Regions from separate parts of the Rattus norvegicus genome. Here region 2 is linked to region 1. A link is a contact called in public Hi-C data. All regions are on one chromosome and are shown on one strand. Each heading gives the region's core, a stretch centred on a gene start, on an enhancer-like site or on the middle of the called end of the contact. The rest is flanking DNA. Distances are from core to core; before and after follow the strand shown. Region 1 has its middle 220 kb from the start of Fam76b. Region 2 has its middle 87 kb from the start of Sesn3.

Region 1 (5,829 bases), core at 1,086-3,585:
TGATTAATTTAAAGTGTGTCTGGTGCCAGCTGTTTTAACCAGACAGTAAAGTCACAGTAAAATACAAGTGAATAATTTTGTAGCATCTCAAAGCAAGAGTTCCCGCTCCTCTCCTCTACCACTCCCTAACTGTCTTCCTTGCTTCACCTTCGTTGAGAGTCTGAGCTGAGAATCTAGATGGGGGAAGGAACCAGGAAACAGGGCTTTTCAGTACTTCTTGCCTCTCCTCAGGACTCCTACTTCTTCATGCTCTTCACGTCCTGGGGTGCATGTCTGTCTTTCCTCCCCTGTGGTGGCCGTCTCAAAGCCAGACATGCTTGGAAGGGTAGCCAGTACCAGCATTTACAGCTGGAACAGTCTATGTTCCACCAGATGTGCAGGCCTCTGCCTCTAGCAACTTTAGGACCGCACACCTGGCTCAGAATCTTCCAATGTTCTGGAAAGCCCCGTGGTTGCAGGTTTTGGCCTAGCCTCTCGTAAGCTGCCTGTGTTTGGTTCCTGATGATCCTTCTCATTGATGCACACACAATTCTTTTATTGCCGCCAGCATCTGTCATGTGAGCCTGAACGTCGTTGCAGAGGCTGGCTCGTTCCCTGGACAAATGCAGAAGTGTGGGTGTGTTGGGTGGGGTCTCCTGTGGCTCTACACTCTCTCGAGTCCTTTCTAGTCCATTCAAGCACACTTCCCACAGCTATTGCATCAACCATTTCTTCCGTCTGCACTGCTTTCCCTCAGACATTTTTATAGTCAATCTTGTCACCTCCTTCAAGTTTTTCCTACTTCCACTTTGCTGGAAATACAGGCCTTACCATTGTTCACATCCTGAGGCACAGTCTTTGCTTTGGCCTAATTCTTTGCTCACTATCTTTCAAGGTGCATGCGCTATTTTATTTCTTCTTGCAGTGAGTTCCCCTTGTAATCTTAAAAGTACCTTGTCTATCATTTCTATAGATTTGCTGTGGGAAAAGAGCTCGTCATTTTGAGAACTGAGAAAGCCCCAAGAAAATTATGTTAATTATGCAGATGTCTGAAGGAAGAACATTCCGGAGAGAAGAAACAGCTGGTGTAAAGACTGTGGGGGCAGAAGTGTGGTGGCAGGAAGGAGCAGGGGCCTATGGAGGCTTTCGATTGACTAGAACAGAGTGTCTGGGGAGAAGTCAGTGGAACGTAAGCTCAGAGCAAAGGGGACAAGGAGGTTTACAGAAATGTATATGGAGCCAGGAGGCCATTTTGTAGACTAGACTTTTCCCTTGAAGAGAACAGAAAGAGAGGAGTGGAGTGATATAACTCAATATTTCTAGAGGTAAGAGTAGGCAGGAAGAAGAAGGACCAGGGCCTAGCATGCATGAAACCCTAGGGTTCAGTCTCTGCACAGGGTGGCAACACGCACCCTTAATTCCAGCACCTGATAGGCTGAGGCAGGAAGTCCAGGCTTTCAAGGTTATCCTTAGCTATACAGTGAATTCAAGGCCAACCCGGACAATGTGAGACTTAAAAATATGTGCCAGGTATTTTCCCATTTCTCCAACATAGTGTTGAAGGCCTGCGCGGAGTGCCACCTTGAGTCCTGCTAGTTGTTAATCAAACGGAAGGATGTCGTAGGTTACTTTTAAAATAAATTAAAAATCAGTTCGGTTTGATTGCAGGATGAGGAGATAGCATTTGCTCATCAGCTGTGAATTCCCCAAGCCCTGGCACTTTTTGTAACTTAGATGAACAAGATCTTGAAGCCAGCTTCAAGCTTGGCTAGAAGCAGGCGCTGTCTTGCAACCTCTCAGGCTCACTCAGGGGCATCGGACAAATTTCTTGTTTGTTGTTGTTAAGATCCCAGGCTGAGGTCCTTTCAGGAGGATGCTGTGGAACGCCAAGTTCTTATTAGAACTGGCAAAGCTGATGTTAGCCACCCTCTGATCCATGGAGCGCCAGTTGTATGTGATAGATTTAAGGAGCCAGAGAGACAGCACATTACTCAAAAGACAGTGAGGTCAATGATTCTATAGCAATCAGTGTGTTTGCCGAGGGAGGGAAAGAGGTGCCCGCTGCAGGCACAGATTCCAAGAGGTGGCTCAGGCCACTAGGCTGAGCTCCCATCTCCCTTCAAGACTGTGCACTTCCTGATTTGTAACATGGCTGGCAGAGCTCGCTTGGCTCCCAGCTGTTTGACCTTGAGGCAGGTGGTCTCAGCTGGAGTCCGTCCACCCATCCAGGCCTCCTCGAAAGGGTCATGAATCTCCCTGAGAGGTGAGGTAATGGCTAGATCAGCACATGACACCTCCTGACGTGACCCCAGACAGGCAGAGGGCAGCCAATACTGAAGAGCGCTTCAGCCTGCTGACTGCTGATTCTCGAGCAGGACGGATTCAGTTTCTTGCCTCATACTTTCCATGGCTTTCCTGGCCAAGCCCTTGAAGCTTTGTAAGCAGAGGAAACCAGTGCAGCTAATTGCTCTGAGGAACCGTCTCACACTCCCCGCTCAGGGAATTTCAAAGGTCAACACCACAAGCTCTCTAAGTTCTCATGTGGCTCCAGTGAGATTCCTGAAAGCCCTCTCCTACGATGGCATTCAGGGCACACGTTAGCTATCTTTGTTCCTCGGGAGGAAGACATCATGGCCGTGAGGTTGTAGCTCAGTTGAAGGGTTCTTGAGAGCAACTTGTGTTGTGTGGGCCAGCACAGGGTCCTACACATCATCTCCTCATGCTCCTCAGCTTAATTGTGGCTGCAGTGGAAATTGTTATTGCTTGAGTGTTTATGTAAGGATGAAGAAAGGTTTGGTTGGAGCTCTCAAGAACATGGCAGTGGGTGTCATGGGGTGATACTTAGTCTGGATCTGCTGGAAAAGACTTCGCCCTGACGCGTGCTACTTTCCTGTTGCTGTGACAAGATCCTTGGTAAGCAGTTTAAGGAGAGAAGAATTTCTGTGGGTTCACGGCTGAGGATCTAGTCCATCTGGTGGGGAAGTCACCATGGCAGGAGCTCGAGGCAGATAGTTGCATGACATCTGCAGCTAGGTGGCTGGTAGTGATAAGTTCTGGTACTCAGCTCTCTCCTTATCTTTATCCAGTCTGGGACCCCAGCCCAGGGGAAGGCACTGCCCAGAGTTATCGTTATCATAGGTCTTTCCACTTCAGTGAACCTCATCTAGGAATTTCCTGCCTGGCTACCCAGAAGCCAGTTTTTCGTGGTAATTCTAAATCCAACCAAGTTGATAAGATGGACCGTTGTACCGTGTGATTGATTGCTACTCCTGGTGAGTAAAACAGAGTTCAACCACCTTTAACTCTAGCTCCTTTGTCCTTGAAGTACAAGGCAACAGCACCAGACTTGTGAGATTGCGAGATCTGGCTCAAACAGGCCCTCCCAAAAGGAAGACAAGATATATGCAAATTGTTCCACACAGAGGTGACCCGCTAAAACTGGCGGTTTCTTATGCTGAATGTGGTTGGCACTTCTGGGTGTAGAGTAAGAACACTGGAAATTTGAATGCCCTGCTTTGTGCATATACTCTTATGTTGAAATGTGCAGAATCTTCTGCAAAGCCATTCATCACACCCTGATGAATATCATCTAACATAACATCTATCACCTGCTCCCAGCCACAGAACTTTGAGTCGCTGAATGACTATTTTTAGTTTATACAGAGATCATGAGGAGGCTGTCCTATCTGACTGCATGTCTTAGGCTTTAGGCCCCTCTGCCCAACACAGTTTGCTCTTGAGGGATGCTTTCAGAAAGGTCTCAACATTCTGAAGAACTCCCTGTAATTAGGGATGCTCGAACACAACGAGAAGGCAACTAGCTCCATGAATGAAGTACAAGCCTCAGGCATCGCTGTGAAGGGAGACTCAGTAACCAACAGCAGGCATCTGTAGGCTGACATGGAACCATTAGAAGGACCCGACGGCTTCACCCCTGGACTGGAGTCCTGCTCCATGCTATGTGAAACCTCCAGGCTATACATGCTTTCCCAGAGCAAAGACTTCGAAACCTACCCAAGAAGATGTCTGCTTTGCATGAGCCTCCCTGCTGTGGGAAAATTGAAAGTCCCTTTAAAGCTCCCTTCCTCTCTGTTAACCCCAGTTCACACAGCTCTTGCTTCTGCCTTGCTTTCTCTGTGCTTGAATTGGTGCTTTTTTTTTTCCCCCTACTGAGTTCAAGCATCAAGTTCATCCAAAGATTTGACCTGGAACATTTACAGTGGGTCAAGTTCTCTGCCCCGAAGATCAGTGACTAGGGGGGTGCCTAGGGATTCATAACTGACTGGGAAAAGGAGACGCAGACCCCACATTGTATCCTGAGAGGAACAACCATGTACAAATAAAAATATTTCTCCCTTTGGGTTAGTTACAACGAGTTAGACCATATACATAAATAACAGCTCATGTAAACACATTGGAAGAATTCCTTCTGTATGAGCTCGGCCTTCTCTAGGGAATACATATGGGCATAAATATCTTCATAAAGTCAGCTTATTTATTCACAGTACCATGGGAGGAAGAAGTACTCTCACTTAAAACTAATCATTATAATTAAATTACAGTCAAGCTCCAGTGATCTACTCTGTGATGTCTGAAGCTATGAACAGCAAGATTGTTTTGTGGATGACAAGATCCTATTTTCTACCAGTGACTTTTTGGTTCTTTTCCTTAATTGAATGAGTTAAGGTTCTTTTAACCCACTGGGTTGACTTCAAGTATTGAGAGTTTATCTGTGAGCGCACAACACCAATGATAGATGATGACAGTGAACTCAGACAAGAATCGAGGAGCCATCAGCACCCTACAGAACCCTAGAGACTTCACCCCACTTCATCCTGGGTTTTATACTCGCTCATTCTTTAAAACATCATGGAGCCATTTCTGACTTTTGTTCATCCTTTAGTCTCAATCTAAACCCTTGTTCAAATCCATGACCCATCACTTCTGGCTGTGTGACCTTGAGCTCATTAATTAATATCTGTAGATTCTTGGTCTGTGAAATTGAAGTGTTAATAAATAGGAATCACCTTCCAAGCTTTCACTGGAGATTTTATGAGGAGGTCTGAATACCTAGCACATGGTATCACTACAGTTCCTTAAAGCAGGTTTCCCTAACTCTCCGCCACAATCCCCAACATCCTCTTCTTTCACAAACACTGTAACGCCAGCATCATTTTGCTCTGTTCATAAGCTTACCCTCTGTCATCAGGGGAAATAACATATTTTACTTGGCTATTCTGTGTACCCATATAGTGTCTGTTTTATCTGCCATAACAAAAAAATGCAAAATAGTGCTGCCTTATAAAAATAAAATTTGTGGTGTTGCTCTGGCCTCCAGAGCTTGAGGATAGCCAAATGTAAGGCTTACCTGTAGTAAAAATAAAACAACAACAACAACAACAATAACAACAACAACAACAAAAACTCCACTTAGTGGTCAAGCCTTTGTCTAGCATGTGTAAGGTCCCAAGTTCAACCTTTAAGTACCTCAAGGGAAGGGGAAAAGTTTGTTTCAGTTCTGAAGGCTGGGAAATCAATTAACAAGGTCCAGCAGGTTCAGTGCATGGTGAGAGCTATGTCAGGTTCACTGTGCTCATCTTTTCTCAGTGCCTGTACCTGGCAGAAAGGGGCTGGGAGTTTACATGATAGTTCTGTCATCAAAGCCCTCTCCCCTGCTGAGCATGGTCATGACAGGGATCAGGTTTCAACTTCTGCATGGGAGTTCAGTCTAGAGCCTGATAGTCTTTATTCTAAAACAAGGAAGGAGGAAGGGCTTACTTTGGCTCATAGGGCCTGGGTTCAGGGTAGGGAAGGCAGGTAGGAGGAGCTGAGGTGGCTGGTCACACTGCG
Region 2 (5,354 bases), core at 2,742-5,241, 140 kb after region 1:
TACCAAGTTGATTATAGAGAAGAGGGGGGCGGAAGTGATTCTGCCCACATTCACAAGGGGGTAAGCTTCCGACTTAGGACAATGTGCAAATCGTACATAGGCCACTAAAATTGAGCAGCGTCCCCAGTCTGCCTAGCTCCCCTATCCTTTGTCAATTGGTACCTGTTTTACAGGATTCTAGAAGCTAAATAGAAATAATGCTTGCAGAGTTGTCAGACAGTATGACTGACACACAGAAAGAATTCAAGTACAAGCATAGAGAGATCAGAGGAGGAGTGACAGAAAGTGGCTTCTTCAAGGTCCCAATGTTTGGTATCAACTCCTACAGGAAAAATGGTGTCGAGGCTGAGCTGAGGTGCTGGTGAGGGGCTCCCTCTGAAATTTCCCACATCTTCTCTGGGTCTCAGAAAGAGATGATTCATCAATATTAAACTAAAGTTATGGAGTAGAGGTTTGAACTTGAGATGATGTGGTCCAGATAAGCCTGAGTTCAAGTCCTGCCTTTATTTTTTTTTCTTACCTGGGAAATACTCCAGAGCTCCAGTTTCACCATTCCTACAATCAGTTCACTACTGGTATATATAAACCTGGAAATCTAGAGGTAACTGACACACTGGGCATACTAGTATATCTGTATAATCCCAGCACTTGGAAGGTGGAGGCAGGAGGATCAGGAGCTCAGAGCTAGTATGAGATACAAAAAAAAGAGTTCACGTCCTGCCTAAGCTACTTGAGACCTTGTCTCAAAACAAAGAAACTGAGCAAAAAGATAACTGAACGAGATCAGAGGAAATGATCTAGTAGAAAGTGTACTGTACCTGTACATGGTACTTTTTACGTCAAAAGGAAATGGCACCCACCCACACACTCGCATCCCAATGATGGTACCACAAGGTGTGATGGACTCTGCAGAGAAGCAAAGGAAAAGCACAAGCCAATAGAACTGAAGAAACTTACGAGGCTGGGTAGGTAGGGCGTGGCATTGCTCGGGTCCCTCTGGAGGATAAATCTGTCTGTCCAGGCTAGAAAATGCAAACCACTGAACTCAGGCCAGCAGACCTTGCTGCCTTTGGGGAGAAAATGCCAACCGTGACCCAGAAGAAAAGTCACAGGCAAAAGCCTGCCTTTGTGAAAGAGTAAGTGGGAACAGATGGTCCGAGAGCACACTTGAGCCAGGCAGCAGCATCCCAGGGAGGTTAGGACCAGCCTAAGCTGTTCAGCCCAGAGGCAGGCGTTAGTGCCCCTGTGCGTGTGGCATGCTCCAGCTGTTTGGTGGGAGGATGGCTGGCAGAGAACAGGCTAGCAAGAGTGTGTCAGCATGTCTGCAACCACTGTCCCCAGCCTGCATCATCAGAAATGACTAGGAGAGCCAGAGCGAGAGAGACAGAGGCTCAGCACCTGTTGCATGGACCACAAAGCTAAACTTCCCAGGCTGATTGTAGGAGGCACTGAAGGACCCAGACAGAGAGACAGAAGAAATGAGTGTGTGTGTGTGTGTGTGTGTGTGTGTGTGTGTGTGTGTGTCTCCCACTGAGTTTAATTAGGGTTGCTCCAGGAGCATGAGTGAGAAGCTATTCACAGGACCATGGGCATCTCAGTGACTGCACCGCTGGAAAAAATATCTCATCCTCCCTGGCAATCCTTAACTACATAGAGTAGCAAAGAGAGGTGGAGCCTCCGGAGCCCCTCCCCCGAGCTGTGCCTTTCTGACCTGCCATGTATTGATTGGCTCTCTCGGGCAAACCTGCCATCCGGCCAGGTACGATCCATTCACTTGGCCGTTCAATATCTCTTTATTGTATAATTACTGTGCTCCAGACACTAAATATTTGAAACCATCAAAATCAAGCAGGCACAGTCGTCTTCCTCACACAGCTTATCTCCCTTTTGAAGAAGTCCAGACAGTAAATAGACGTTAGATGAAATCACTTTAGGTGGAGAACGAACTTGGCTTGAAGACAATGACACAGGAGAATGTGGGAGCAGAGGAGAGACACACAGGCACCACAAGCCATCATTCAGACAGCACAGGCCACAGGGGTCTCCTGACAGGGACATAAGGACAAGGCTCTGCACAGCCCTGAGCTGGCATGTGCTGATGTTAAAGGGCTCGCTTCTTTCCCTTGAGCCTCCAAAGCTGGTTGCAGCAGGCCTCTGACATTGGCCTCTTTCTTGGGTTTTCCACTATGGCGGAAACTGCTGGAGAACCCACTGTCCAATTTGCCTTTCTATCCACTTGACACATACTGTGCGTGCCCCATGTGTACTGTGCCACCCTCGAGGAACAAGAGACAGTATAGAAACTGGCACCTGACCATGGCCTCATGGGCCACACAATGAATTCAAGTTACACACCAAGAGCAAGTTGCATATTTACGGCCGATTGTGTTTGGACCAAATGTAAACTCGGGATTACTTATAATGGCCAATGTAGAGAAACATCTCAAGTGTTCATTGAAAAACAGGTGAAGAGGGAAAATGGGAGGTAAGTTTACATCTGTGCATGCTTATTCTTCTGAAAAAAAATGTAGTTAATACAGTGTTGTGCCTTAAAAATATGCAGAAGTATAACTTATTTGCGTACAAGTGTTCTTACCACCAAAACACTCTGGGATTTTGAATAGGCTGTTACATTTATTTGCAAATTGTGTCATTGATGTCCATGGTACTACTGTGCTCACACCTAACAAAGTGAACACAGTGTGTCTGAGGTTTAAAAGACTGAATTTAGACATGGTATTATGTATGTGTGTACACATATACCACCCATGGGTGTGTTTGTCCTAATAAGTATATGCCTGGTGGTTTATGAGCTCACAAATCAGAACAAGAGACATTGGGCTGTGACAAGAGTAAAGCAAGCCTGCTGTCCAGTGGAATTCACTTCCTCAAGTTCAGCCAAGAGCAGGCTGCCTGAGTTCTAAAAGGCAAAGGCTGGTAACCAGGCAGTCAAACCTTCTAAGTCACAGCAGAGGAGCAGTGATCTCAAGAGATGATGGGTAACCGCTGGTCCAGCCAAGCAGATGCCAGATGAGCAGTGATCTGTAGGTGTAAGGGGAGGGGCTAGTGGCTTGGCTGTTGCCAGAGTGGCCTAGGCAATAGCAACTGCCTGGCAAACAGATGAAATCTGGTTCTTAGAATAGTCTCAGAGATGGCTCCGTGGTTAAGAGCACTGACTGCTCTTCCAGAGGTCCTGAGTTCAATTCCCAGCAGCCACATGGTGGCTCACATCCATCTGTAATGGGCATCTGACACCCTCTTCTGGTGTGTGTACACAAAATAGATAAATCTTTTTTTAAAAAAAGAATATTCTCGGGGCTGGGGATTTAGCTCAGTGGTAGAGCGCTTACCTAGGAAGCGCAAGGCCCTGGGTTCGATCCCCAGTTCCGAAAAAAAGAACCAAAAAAAAAAAAAAAAAAAAAAAGAATATTCTCGATACTCCATGCTTACTGCTCCCAAGGCTCCTTGGGAGTAGAAGACATAGCCAAGACTTGGGAGGAAGGTGAGGAGCTCACAGGAAAGAGAATAAAAACAGCTTTCTTCCAAACTTTCAAAGGTGCCAATGATATTTCTTAACAGTTCTCCTTCATTTTGTGCAGTAACAACAAGCCACGTCCACGGAAGCATGAAAATCGGTACCTCGGCACAGTCAGGCTCTCCACATGACTGGCACGACGCTGCTTTGTTTGAAAAAAGCGTCTGTATTCTGGGCAGCAGTTTTTGAGCAGAGGTCTTAAAGAGCGACCTTCTGGGATGATCCTGTCCAGACCGGAATCAAGAGGGAGCTGGATAGAATAAAAGTACTTGGAGGCCTCTACCCAGAACTTTCTGCTCCTGTAACAGTATTTCGGTCACTGGTCCTCTGGTATCTCTCGTTCCTCCTCTACCCAGCAAGGGTGCCAACGCCCAGAAGCGCTGCAGTGTGCGGGGATGGACATGGAGTTACAGTGAACCAGCAAGGGCACCTGGCCCTCTCTGGCCCAGGACTCTGCCCTTGCAAAGCTCTAAGCTCAAGCCAGGAAAGAGCACCACCGCGTTTGCCTTGGCTTTTTATAGAGTGTTGATCCAGGGATCTGTTTTTACATTTGAATGTGGCAGTTAACTGTAGCGTAATAGATTGCAGACCTTAGAGAAAAGATCGCCTGGAGGCTTCAGTGAAGGAGAGGGGGCTGGCTGCACGGAACTGCACCGTCAGCTGGTTCTAGCCGGGCACTGGGCCACCACTGCCTTTATTTTTAAAGGAGTCGTTGACCTTCAACAGGCCTGTATTAGAGTGGGGTGTGGGGAGGATGCTGCCAGGCACGGTGGGATTAGAAGAGTCTGGGAAGCTTTCAGGTTTTTTTCAGTCTGTTTACTGTCATGGAAATTCTGAGTGTGACTTAGAGGCCTCTCTGGCTCTGAGCCAGGTAGAAAGGTTTCATGGGGTGGGTTGGGGGTGGGGGTGGGATAAAATCAGGGATTCAACGGGGAAAAGACCAGAGTGGAAAAGCAGCTGTCTTGGCTCAGACCTTAGAAAAGGATGCAAAGGCCCAGTGCCCACTGTGAAGACAGGAGATGAATGAGACCCCGAAAGTTAGGGTGAAGGAGCCCATACCATTGTCGGAGGGCACCAGGCTGGGTCAACATGCTGACAACCTGTTAGAAACTGATTACAGTGTGTGTGTGGGGGGGGGGGGGCTTGATAAACACACACTCATTCATTCATTCATTCATTCATCCTGCAGTCTTTAGAACCTACTGTGTTTGAGACACACTGTGTTCACAGAGGTGACAAACACTTCAGCTCGCCACTCCATAGGACTGAGAGCTCAGCAAACACAGAGGCTCTGACTGGTGTAGGTAGAGAGAAACCAGAGCGACTTTGGGAAGGGAAGAGACAGGTCTCAGACCCTCAGGGCACACGGCCCTCTTCAGAGCACCCTGACTCATTATCACAATCGGGAGTGGGATTGCTAACTAATCTTGTGCTGAGGAGACTAGTGATTTAGTGTGTCCCCTGGCATTGCTGTCAACTGCCAAAGACACACAGGCTGTGAGTGTCCCTTCTCGTTCCAGTGTCGCTTTCAAAGGAGCTTTACATTGAGCCCTGTGAAAAAGGCTGAGGTGCCTTGCCGGAGGAAGCAGGTTGGGAAGGGACATGCAGAAGACCGCCTTCCTAGGAACACAGATGTCACTTAGGTAGACAGGCTGCTAGCCCTGAGCTAAAATGCATTCTGGGAACTGAAAGGGAGGTGGAAACCTTCTGGCAGGGTGGAAAGCTGAAAGCCCATGGCGAACAGCCACCACAGCCTTGCTTCCCTGGTCTGTTCTAGGCTCCCCACGAGCATGGACTTGTTTTCTGCTAAGCTCTCTGG

The links. A called contact is a pair of places that touch in the nucleus more often than the background predicts.
Region 2: a Hi-C map of psoas muscle shows a contact between it and region 1, with 1.6 times the contacts expected there. The contact joins two enhancer-like sites.

Annotation. Positions count from the first base shown.
Region 1 is chr8:19,187,521-19,193,349 of GRCr8, forward strand. No RefSeq gene overlaps it. Among named protein-coding and RNA genes, the nearest start is that of Fam76b, 220 kb to the left of the region's middle. Within about 2 kb of position 2,336, at least 8 of the 93 cell types and tissues checked have an H3K27ac peak or open chromatin away from gene starts, as enhancers often do.
Region 2 is chr8:19,325,795-19,331,148 of GRCr8, forward strand. No RefSeq gene overlaps it. Among named protein-coding and RNA genes, the nearest start is that of Sesn3, 87 kb to the right of the region's middle. Within about 2 kb of position 3,992, at least 46 of the 93 cell types and tissues checked have an H3K27ac peak or open chromatin away from gene starts, as enhancers often do.